Regions from separate parts of the Rattus norvegicus genome. Here region 2 is linked to region 1. A link is a contact called in public Hi-C data. All regions are on one chromosome and are shown on one strand. Each heading gives the region's core, a stretch centred on a gene start, on an enhancer-like site or on the middle of the called end of the contact. The rest is flanking DNA. Distances are from core to core; before and after follow the strand shown.

Region 1 (5,800 bases), core at 1,424-3,923:
GGGGGTTTGTAGAGATATGAGAGAGAGACTTTGTTCTGGGATGTCAGCTGAAGAGGAAGGTCAGCTGGGTGTTTTCTCTGCCTCTCTGAACCATCTTCCAGCCCAGCAATCCGGCTCCTGAGTCTTCATTGGTAAAATCAAGCGATTGAGGTGTTGATAAAAACAGCTATCTGCCAAAACTAAAACAAAGGCCTAACCCATCAAAGTCCACAGAGTTCTGGCAAAGTCTCACAATGTACTAACCTGGCTTTTTAGCCTCCGTAGCTCTATCTGGCTAACTGCTCTTGTTACCTGAAGTGTGTCAACCCAGAACATGGTTTTTGTACTTAAAAGGTGACCCTGAGAAAGTTTCCGTGCTACACTGGGATCCCAAACACCCAGTGTAGTTGCCGGCCGACCAAAAAAGATTGGTTTTTTTATTGGCTTAAACCCATGTCTGAGCAGTCTTCTCTGATGGTTAACCCCACAACAGCTCAGCCATGAGGACCTGAGTGCAGATCTCAGCCCTCAGGTCCAGAGGCTCACGAATGCCTGTAACTTAAACTCCAGTGTGCCCATACACTCTCTTCTGGCCTCTGCACACTTACGTCAGCACAGACTTACACCGACACATGTACACATATAGAGACAAAATTTTAAATAACACACAAAAATTAGCATACAGAGGGAAAATGAAGGTACAGAAAGTGATGGGGTCCTACCCTCCACCACTGGGTGAAAGGCAGTCCAGATGTGGAACAAGGATCCCCAAGACTCTCATACCAGAATACTCCTCACTAGTGTGGAACTCTGAGCCATTCCCTTCTTCCCCTCCAGTCTGAATCAAATCAGCATTAAACACTAGGTTCCCACCTTGCCACTGGGCCATGAAGCAAACCTCAGCCCTTAACTTTACTTTCCCAAGGAGCACCTCCTCATCGAAAGCAGCAGTTCAAACCTCAGCACCTTCTTGAAGCCTTCCTACTGCCTTCAGAAGTTGGCTCAAGGCACCCCAAGACCATGTTCTCAGCACAGAGATTTATGTGCTCCAGGGGGAGAGAGAGCAGGGATAATGAACAAAGGCAGGAGATAGGAAGGCAAGGGGCTAAAAATTAAAGGGGTTGGGAGGAGAGGGGTAAGAGATGTTTGGGAAGGAGACAAAGGACTCTCTAGATATAGAGGAAATAGATGTGGTCCACGGGCAAATGGCAGTTTATAAAGATAAAAGGGGAAGCCCACGTTAGGATGATGTGTTTAATTTTAATTGGGCATGTTAATTAGCCAAAGGGGGCTTTTGATTGCTAGACTCCAATACTTTGATAGCCAGACCTTGGTAGTCAGCCTCAGGAGAAATTAATCTCTTATTAGGCTAAATTAAGGAACAGACCTTGGTGGCTAGTGTGAGGAATGCAATCTAACAGTCTTTAGCAAGGCAGAGGAAACTGGGGAGAAGGGCAAGGCCTGCCAGAGCCACGCCCACCATGCCGGAACTGGTTAAGAGTTCCTTCACTACCTTTCCTGGCTCAGACGGAAATAGACTCCACCCTCTGGAATTCAAAGAGAAATGTCTATCATGGGGTTATTTGCTTGCTTTTCGTTTCTCCTGGTGCCAAAAAGAGTTGGAAGCTTGGAACTGACAACCACTCTATAAGATCAATGAATGTGTACGTGAGCAAAGGGCGAACAAACCATAAGCTGTTCCGACTTCTTGCCTCACACGTGTTTCCGAACGGAAAGTCTGCCCTTCCATTAGCAAATGATCTTGGGATGTAAAACCACAAGCAACACAAATATATGGTGGTACTTTGATGGAAATGTAAAGTTTATCCTTTCAAAAACGTTCATTTGTGCCGAGATGTCCTCAATAAAGAAAAACGATGGTTTTTAAAGCAGCTCAATGAAAATAGGCTGAGCACGTTGTTTTACTTTGTAGTACCTGACCCCTTAGGATGCCCAATAATGTTGGCTTTTTAAGAGATCTACTTATTATTTAAGTAATAGGTCTTTCTATATTGCTTTTTTTTTCTTTTTTTCGGAGCTGGGGACCGAACCCAGGGCCTTGTGCTCGCTAGGCAAGCGCTCTACCGCTGAGCTAAATCCCCAACCCCGTAATAGGTCTTTCTAGAACAACAGAAATATTTATTTAGGACCCAGATGAAGGAAAAGACAAGCCAAAGAGGGGAAGCCGAGTACAGTGTAGTTCCAGGCAGGCTAGTTTGGCTGCTTTGAAACATTTCTTTCAAAAATTACCAAACAGTTAAGAGTGAAAGTGCAGCTCGGAAGTAAAGTACAGCTCCCTTTCCTCACTTGGTCTGAGTTTTCTCAATGGTCCATGAAAACCTCACTTCCACAGCAGCAAGCATTTCGATTCAGGGTATGTGCTGGGCTGCGGTCTCACTGGCAGGAGTCTGGAGCACTCAAGGAACAAGTTCAGATCCCGCCAGGTGAGAGAGGAGGACTCCGGAATGTCGGCTCGCCGAAGCTCCACCGCGCAGGCGCGGACGCCTGTACCTTCCGGCAGCCGCAGACCTAAAAAGATCGGAACCAGGCTCCCAGGGCATAGGAGCGGCGGATCAGATTAACTGAAGTACCACCCTCGGCAAGGCAGGTCGGATAGGCGGAAGTGGACGGCTGACTGAGCTGGGGGAACTTTGCCTGGATGGCACTTTCCTGTTCTCCAGTCCGCCCCCGCCCGAGGGGCTCGGCCTGGAGATCCAAGATGGAGTTGTTGAGTCGAGCTGAGCAAGAGATGAGTCTGGCGGCCTTGAAACAACACGACCCCTACATCACCAGCATCGCAGACCTCACGGGCCAGGTCGCCTTGTACACTTTCTGCCCCAAAGCCAACCAGTGGGTGAGTGAGGCCCAGCCGTGGAGAACGCCAGCCTGGCCGCTGCCGCCTCTTAAAGGGACCGCGCAGACAGCTTAGGATTGGGGGTGGGGTGTGGAGCAGAGTAGGACCGCAAAGGCGAGGCCCGAACCTCTCCCAAAGGTCCTTCCAGAGCCGAAGAGATGACGGGGGAAAGGGGAGGGACACGCGGAATTGGAGGAATGAAGGGTAGGAGTACACCAGAGACATAACAGGGAAATCAGATGGAGGACAGGAATGAGGCAGGATCAGTCTTTTTGGGGTCGGTTCTGGAGACTTGAGGTTGCATTGGCAGGATATGAGACAAGTTAATTTTTTTTTCTAACAAGTGATTGAAAACCTGTGTTTGAGACTTTGAAAACTATTAGATAAATCACGTGTTCTTGATTGCAAAATCCACTCCTCTTTCCCTGCCGACCTAAATGTGATGATTTGGATTTGAAGCTTAAAAATCAGTCTCAGGAGTTAGTCCAGCTTTAGCAGAACTGGTATCACCGGAGTTTAAAGAAAGATTTCAAGGCTACTTCAGTAAGAATTGGATTCCTTGGAGACGTTTTTACAAGAAAAAAAAAAAAAAAAGAGACCGGTGATAGGACGTTTGATCGCTCACTTCTTAGTTCTTTTTGGATTTTGTGAGTGGCATGGAGTTCCAGAAATTACATTCACTGACTTTAGTTAACCTCAACTTGAAGCACCTATTTACATGATGTCCTATTTCCTCCTGATGCTAGGCAGACACTGTACTGTTCCTCTACCACTGGGCTATATACCCAACCCAAGTTACAGTTTCTTAATCACATTTTCAGGCGTTTATTTTAAAAACCTACCACATTTGTCTAAGGCAGAGAATGGTTTCTATCCACGAGTCTTAACAAAGTTCTGAAAATATTAAATTGTGTTTGGTCACCACAAAATGTGTAACTCGTGAAAATAGTCCTAAATTCTCCAGAAATGAAACAGTATCTTAGAAGAAAACGTCCCGAGGGTTAGGGATTTAGCTCAGTGCTACACAGCTGTGCATCATGAGGCCCAGGCTCTGAGTTCAACCTGGTATCCCTTTTGAAGAAAGTTTCCATTCTTTTTCTATAAACCTCAATAGACTGCTCAAGTTTGGTTTGGTTTGGTTTTTGGTTTTTTTTTCCAAGTTTTTGGTTTTTTAAGTTGCAGTAGACAATACCTTGACTGGAGTATTAAGATACCTAGTTGAAAGGTTTTAGTGTTTGCAGAGAGAAGCTGGGGCAGAGAAATGGCTCAGTAGTAGCTAAGAGCATTTGGTGCTCTTCCCAAGGACCTGCCTCAATTTCCAGCATCCCCATGATGGTTCAGACCCATCTGTAACTCCAGTTCCAAGACGTCCAGTGCCCTCTCTAAGCTCCACGTACACACATACATGTGTTACAAAGAAATACGTATGCTGACAAAAGAGCCCTACATCTTTTCTAATTGAAAAAAAAATTTAATACATAAAATAAGTAAAGCTAAATCGCTTTTTTTTTCCCTTTAAATGTTCCTCACTGGCAAAAATAGACATGTGCTACAGATGTACACATATTGTTGGGTTGGACATACATAAACACAGGGGTGAACAGATACATAATTTGTTTAGATTTCTTTTAAAAAGTGAATTGCTTTACCTGTTCAAACGTGACTAATTTGGAGGCTAAAGAGACAGCTCAGTGGATGAAGTGCTTGCCTCCCCAGCTTGAGAACCTGAAGTATTCACACAGAAAGCTGGACGTAGTAGCTTGCACTTACGTGTCCTCTGGGGACATGGAGGCGCTTATGACACAACACTGGAGCTCACTGACCAGGAAGTGCAGCTAAATTGCCCATCTTCTGGCCAGTGAGACCCCCTGACTCAAAAGAAGGAATGACGCCTGAGAGTGACCGATGGCCTCTCCAGTTGTACACAAATGCCAGCGTGCATTCCCTTGAGCACATACACGATCGATTTCACAGTAAATAAGACAAGTTGGCCTGAACGTGTAGGTGCTTCACCAAGATCATTTGACCTTGGATTATTCCTGGAAAACTGACAGAGTCGTTGTCTGTTACAGGAGAAGACTGATATAGAAGGGACATTATTTGTATACCGAAGGTAAGTGGCTTAAGGATGTTTCTACTTCACTTGAATGGTGGTGATCGCTGTGGTGGAGCGTGGTCCGTTTCTATCGTGTATGTAGCTTTGGAGCCTTCCTGTTTATCTTCTTCCAGTTTTCCCCCACCCAAGCACTACAGTCCTACTACAGCTGCTGCTCTTCTTCCCATGTTAAAAAGAATGCATACGTACGAATGTCTGCGAATATAGTATAGTACAGTAGCTATAAAGTGATTGAGATAGCACTCTTGCCGGTCTGTAGTTTCTGATGAGAATTTGCCTTCTGTGGCTGGTTCTGCCCCTTTCCTGCCTCTTCCCAAAGTTCTAGGTCATTCCTAATTCATATACATTTTACTTTAAACTTCTCTGAAAATTCTTTTTTTTAAAGATTTATTTATTATATAGGAGTACACTGTAACTGTCTTCAGACACACCAGAAGTGGGCATCAGATCCCATTACAGATGGTTGTGAGCCACCATGAGTTCACCCTGGGATTTGAACACAGGGCCTCTGGAAGAGCAGTTAGTGCTCCTAACCACTAAGCCATCTCTCCAGCCCCGAAAATTAATTCTTTAAATGGTTGGTTTGTAAAGGTTGACAACTTTACCTTGTTTGGCAGCATAGGGGCCTCATCCTAGGTGGCCCACAGGATGAGACAAGTCATGAGACCCTTGTATTCCCAGGTACCCATAGCTCTTGGTGTTAGAGGCAAATCCCTTGCCTATTCTAGAACTTTGAGCGGTAGCAGCAAGGCTACAGACATTGGTTCTTTTTGTGCCGAGTTCTTTTTTGGACAGCCATCCTCCACTGGTACCACTTTATAAGAATGGAGTGTTATTGTAAATGTTAGTGT
Region 2 (5,800 bases), core at 2,394-4,893, 170 kb after region 1:
TTTCACTCTGCCTTCTACCCAGTGGTAGCCTCCCATCCTGCCCCCTTGCCCTGGAAGTCTGACTGGCTCAGTACCAGCCTTGGCACCTCCCACCAGTACAGTAATGAAATACAAGGCCCAGGTCAGCGTTCCCTGCAGGGAGGTCACCTGGCACAGAAGCAAGCCGCAGGAAGGAACGCTGATTACGACAGCTTGATTAGTGACTGCCACAAATTCTCAAGGAATCCTTTTTATTCTTTCATGATTGATTCCAATTTGGGATTTTATGATTTTTTTCTTCAGATTTTATTTTTCAGCCTCCCAGTAGAATTTAAGTTACTTGTGGGCCAAACTTGTCTGCTAATATCATTACGCCCACCTTAACAGGACAGACGATGCCTATATTTATGTCTATATTCATTTTTTTGGTTCTTTTTTCTTTTTTTCCGGAGCTGGGGACCGAACCCAGGGCCTTGCACTTCCTAGGCAAGCGCTCTACCACTGAGCTAAATCCCCAACCCCTATGTCTATATTCATATCCAGATCAATATCATAGATACTGGGGCTTCACCCCAGGCCTTCACACATGCTGGGCAGTCGCAATACTACTGAGCCATAAACCCAATGCTAATATAATATCTCTTTAAAACAGTCAGCACTGACCATGCTCCAGTGAGTATATGGACAACATAAATTAGACTTGGTTTTTCTCCTTCTTTCTCCTCCTGCTCCTTCTCCTTCTTCTTCTGTGGGGAGGTCACAAAGGTTTGAGGGTGGACCTGGGAGAACTAGGAAGTGTGTGTTTTCAGGGTGCATTATGTGAAGTTGCCAAATAATAAAATAGGTTGGATTTAAACAAACAAACAAACAAACAAACAAACAACAAACAGCACACAGGGGGTCCTCCAGTTGGTGATCAGCAGAAGGAAGGTTCCAGAAGTCTGTCCGATGGTCAAACCTCATATTCTGTCTCAACACTCAACAGAGCTCCTTTTGTCTACGAAGATGAGGACACAGAGGTTTTGAATGGTGCAGTCCATGTCCAGCAGCCCTACAACAGTGATGCACCAGGAAGCATTCATGAGAGTTTAGGAATGCTCTCTGTCAGTACATAGGATGCAAATCCTGATGCACTCCTGCCTGCTTGAAGCTTCGCTGGATCAGTGGAGGCACACGCTTCTGTCTTCACTGTGATGCAGGCTCTATGAAGAACCAGACAAGAGAACGAAGTGCTTTAAAGCACTGTCAACAGTCAGCTTGAGTGGTTGTAACAAAACACCATAGACTGGGATGCTTAAACAACAGAAATTTATTTCTCCAATCCTGGATCCTAGGAGTCCAAGATCAGGGTGACAACCAGCTTGGTTCTTGTGAGGGGAACTCTTCCTGGTTTGTAGATGGCCACCTTCTTGCTGTATCCACTCACAGTGAACAGAGAAGTCATCTCTCCCAAATATTTTTTGAGGTACTGAAGGTCAAAACCATGTGTTTGCACATGGTAGGCAAACATTGCATCTCTAAACTATATCACCAGCCCTTAAATGTCTTCTTTATATAGCCACTCATCCAATAGCCAGCCCTCAAATATCTTCTCTTTAAATATGGCCACTGATCTCTCAAATGTCTTTATTATACAGCCACCAATCCACCATAGCAGCCTTCAAACATCTTTATACGGTCACTGACTCACTGTAACCAGCCCTCAAATATTACCACAAAAGTGACATCCTTATCCTAATTACTTCCCAAGTACTCTCCTGAGTGTATCTGTATATGTGTCAGGACTGTCACTATGTGACACATTTTGAGAAGACACATTTAGTTCAAAGCAAGTACAGACTGTGGGTAGTTAGGGGTCAGGATGGGGTCCCTGGAAAGGCAGAGTACTATCAAGGAAGAGATTTGGGCAGACACACAGTGACAGAAACAAAGAAACACTCAACAGGGACTCTTTAAGGACCACTAAGGGGTCCGGGTTTTTCATTTGTTTGTTTTGAGACAGAATTCCACTATGTCATTCTGGCTGGTCTGGATGTATGCTATGTAGACCAGGCTAGCCTCAAACTCAAAGAGATACAGTTGCCTCCTGAGTGCTGGGATGAAGAGATCCAAGTGTGAGTGTCTAAAATGTACTGATAAGGATGGCGATGATGTAAAAGGTGACACACAACTACCAGAGAGCAAGGAAGGCCCAAGAGCTTAGAAACGGTGATCGTTTATGCTGGGGACTTTGGGGAAAAAGTATGAAATACTTCCAGTCTGTCCTTTGACCTGGTCTGTTCTGCCCAGGTCCGTGATGTGCAGATTCAAACAAGGCACCTTGTACCTCCCAGGCTTCCTTTCCTCCTCTCTGACAACCAGGCCCAAGTATCAGAGCTTTGGGAAGGTTTCTACAAAACTCCATACATGAAAATGCTGTGTCTGACTTTTAGTCCCCGGTTCTTCCTTTGCAAAATGGGGAGAAGTCCTGTCCAGCCCAGTTGGTGGAAGGGTTCTGTACCTACATTTGTGTAAGAGCCAATGGCAAGAATCTGAGCGTCTCTGCTGAGCACTGTGTCCTGACACCACTGCTTGCTTGCTTTGCTTTGCTTTGAAACAGGGTCTTCTGCATCTTGGGCTTCAATCTCCTTATGCACCTAAGGACAACTTTAAATTTTTGGTCCTTCAGCCTTCACCCCTGAGTGTTGGAGTTCAGAGTAGGTGTATGTGGTACCTAGAGTTTCTCAAGTGTTTGGTGAACACACTATGAACCTCCAGCCTCTGACCCCAGTGTCTAATGCCATAGTATTGGATTTATTTGCAATAGAGACATATTCATAAAAGGAAACAACTTCCATTTAAAAAAATCAAAGCAAGAAGAGGGATGGGACTGTGGTATCTGTGGTAAAGCACTCACGTTACATTAATAAAGCTCTAGGTTCAATCCCCAGTACCGGGAAGCTAGGCAGGGAAGATGTTTAGCAGGCCTGCACATTAGCCGGGCAGGTTAAGAGTTTACCATGTAAACCTGCCAATCTGAGTTTGATCTCGGAACCCATGCAAAGGTGGAAAGAGAACTGACTTCTGAAGAGTTCAGTGATACACACACAACTACACTATACAAAATAAAATTTAATTAGAAAAACATAGATTACCTGGGAGCTGGAGACAAGAGGATCAGGAATTCAAGGCTATCCTAGACTCTCTAAGTGAATTCCAGGCCAGCCTTGGCTACACAGAAAGACCTTATTTCAAAATAACAGTTGGAAACCCTACACTTGGGAGTCAGAATCCGGCAGATCACTGAGTTCGAGGCAAGTCTAAAATTATGTATCGAGCTCTAGGCTAACCAGGGCTACATAATGAGACTCTGTCTCAAACAAAACAAAACAAAAAAACAAGCCAAAAGACATCATACCAATTGGGCCTAGGAGTGCGCCCTAGTTAACCCAATGTTCCAGAGGCTGCGATCTCTAGGTCAACATGGACTACAGGGACCGACGTTGAACACACTCTCAAAACAACAACAAAAACAAAAAGAAAATAAAACACCGAAATCAAACACAAGCAAGAAGCGGTAGAGACAGAGCCTCACAAGTTGTTTGGATTCGCAGCTCCTTGTGCTCCGCCTCCGTTGTCAAAGTCCCCAATCAGGAGCGAGTCTGTCCGTGACGCCATTTTTCCGCGACGAAGCAGGCGCGGGGCGCGTTTCCTCCTTTGAGCCGAGCCTCTGAGGCTATGGGCAGCCAGGAGGTACTGGGCCAGGCGGCCCGGCTGGCCTCCTCGGGTCTCCTGCTGCAGGTACTCTGCTGCGCCCGCTCCAGCGTGTGGTGCCCCGGCAAGGCCTCAGGGGGAGGCTACTCTGGGTTCCCCGCATTGCACGGGGTCCCACGGGGGACCACGACGGCGGGGAGGGGCGCCGGGTCTAGGAGTTGGGAGTCTACGGTTCCAGTCTCGGCTGATGCCATTGACAAAGATGCCTTTGCTTTCTGAGCATTGTATTACTGTGTGGTAATAGGAGACGATTTAAACAAGTGGTAGAGACGGAGGCTACTTTAATCTGATATTTTAAGGGGTTCATTTCCTGAGTGCTCCACACTTGATCCTCAAAACACCGTTCTTCAACTCTGATTCGCATTGAGTTTAGAGAGACCATATGGCATAGCTAAGAACAGGGATCCGGGTTCAGGCATTGCGTGCTGTGTGACCTAGAACACGTCACTTCAGTCCCAGAGTCTTTTAGCTCCTTGTTGACAAAATGAGTGTAATAGTATCTAATTCAGAAAACAATTTGCAAGGATTATTTGGGATCATTTGAATAAGAGCACTTAGCACAGTACCTGAATCCTAGTGCACTTAATAGACTGCGTCTGCAGTTTGTCCTTGGACAGACGTTTTTTGGCTTTTTATTTTTTTTTTCTTGTCAGTTCATCCACATGATCCAGAATCCACCTTCACCAAAGAGGCACAAAGAGGTTAGGAGAGAGAACCAGGCTGAGTTAGATTCAGGTTAGATGACTGCTTTTAAGATACAAATTACTTGGACTAGGTGTAGTGGCACAAGTCTTTCATCCCAACATTCAAGAGGTTGAGTTCTGTGTGAGTTCCAATCTGAGCTCCAGTCCAGATAGGGCTATATACTTAGACCCTATCTCAAAAATAAGTTAAAAATCACTTGACTTTTTACTGAGCATTTTTTTTTCGTTTCCTTTCTCCTTCCTTCCTGCTTGCCTGACTTCCTTCTTCAACTTCCTTTTCATCTTTGTCTTTGTCTTTTATTTTAAAAGACAAGATCTCTCTATGCCTTCCTGGCTGTCCTGTAATTCACTCTGTTGACCAGGATGGCTTTGAACTCAGATCTGCCCTGCCTCTGCATTTTATTTTATTTTATTTTATTTTATTTTTATTTTATTTTATTTTTTTTTTGGAGCTGGGTACCGAACCCAGGGCCTTGCGCTTGCTAGGCAAGCGCTCTACCACTGAGCTAAATCCACAACCCCTATTTTATTTTTTTTTAGAAAAGAGATTGCTATGTAGCCCAAGCTGGCCTTGAATTCTTGCTACTCTTGCTGCAGCATATGAAGTGCTGGGGTAACCATCCTGACATGTACCACCATCCCAGCTGCTTCCTCATTTTGAATGAGAACAGTACTGCAACTTCACAGGGTGATTAGGAAGATTAGATGAAATAATTTCTGTTATGTTCTGGTACACTACAAGGTGCTTAGTAAATGTTAGCTACTTTTATTAGCATAAGAAGTTTGTAAATGGCAGTGTAGGGTAAAATAAGCTACGTTTGAAGGATGTAGAAAAGTGCCTTGCACACAGTATATAAAGCAAAATTGGCTACTCTTCATTTAATTCCGTTTGTCTAGTTCTTTGTTTTTCTCTTTCACAGTATACACCAGTTCAATATATTATGCATAGTGTTTTGTTTTGTTTTTTTTTTAAGATTTACTTGTTTTTTGTGTATGAGTACACTGTCACTGTCTTCAGACACATTAGAAGAGGGCATCAGATTCCATCACAGATGGTTGTGAGCCACCATGTGGTTGCTGGGAATTAAACTCAGGACCTCTGGAACAGCAGTCTGTGCTCTTAACTGCTGAGCCATCTCTCCAGCAGCATAGTGTTGATTTTTTCCCCCCACCTTTGGAAATACCTTACTACCCAGATTGGCTTCTGTGGATTCTGTATGAAGCTAAGCTGGGCCATCCATTTGTTGTTTGATATTAGGTGAGATTGCTTCATTCTGAGTTCTGTTTCAGGTGAATTTGCCTGGCTGTCCTTTGCTGTTGCAACTTGATGGCTCCACACATCCTAAGCCAGCGCATCACTGAGC

Evidence for each region. Hi-C and Micro-C count contacts between places; a contact is called where the count stands out from the background.
Region 2: a contact with region 1 is called in a Hi-C map of frontal cortex, with 2.0 times the contacts expected there. The contact joins the promoter of Rft1 here to the promoter of Dcp1a in region 1. A contact is called at or near these places in 2 of 12 Hi-C or Micro-C datasets (the A7r5 cell line and frontal cortex).

Annotation. Positions count from the first base shown.
Region 1 is chr16:5,660,764-5,666,563 of GRCr8, forward strand. It overlaps Dcp1a (decapping mRNA 1A), which reads left to right and starts at 2,674. Exons shown (of 10, transcript NM_001191831.2): 1 at 2,674-2,833; 2 at 4,906-4,946. The coding sequence starts at 2,699.
Region 2 is chr16:5,829,903-5,835,702 of GRCr8, forward strand. Rft1 (RFT1 homolog) reads left to right here and starts at 3,644. Exons shown (of 13, transcript NM_001135866.1): 1 at 3,644-3,759. The coding sequence starts at 3,697. LOC134482446 (a long non-coding RNA gene) reads right to left here and starts at 3,638. Exons shown (of 2, transcript XR_010058555.1): 1 at 3,377-3,638; 2 at 197-1,181.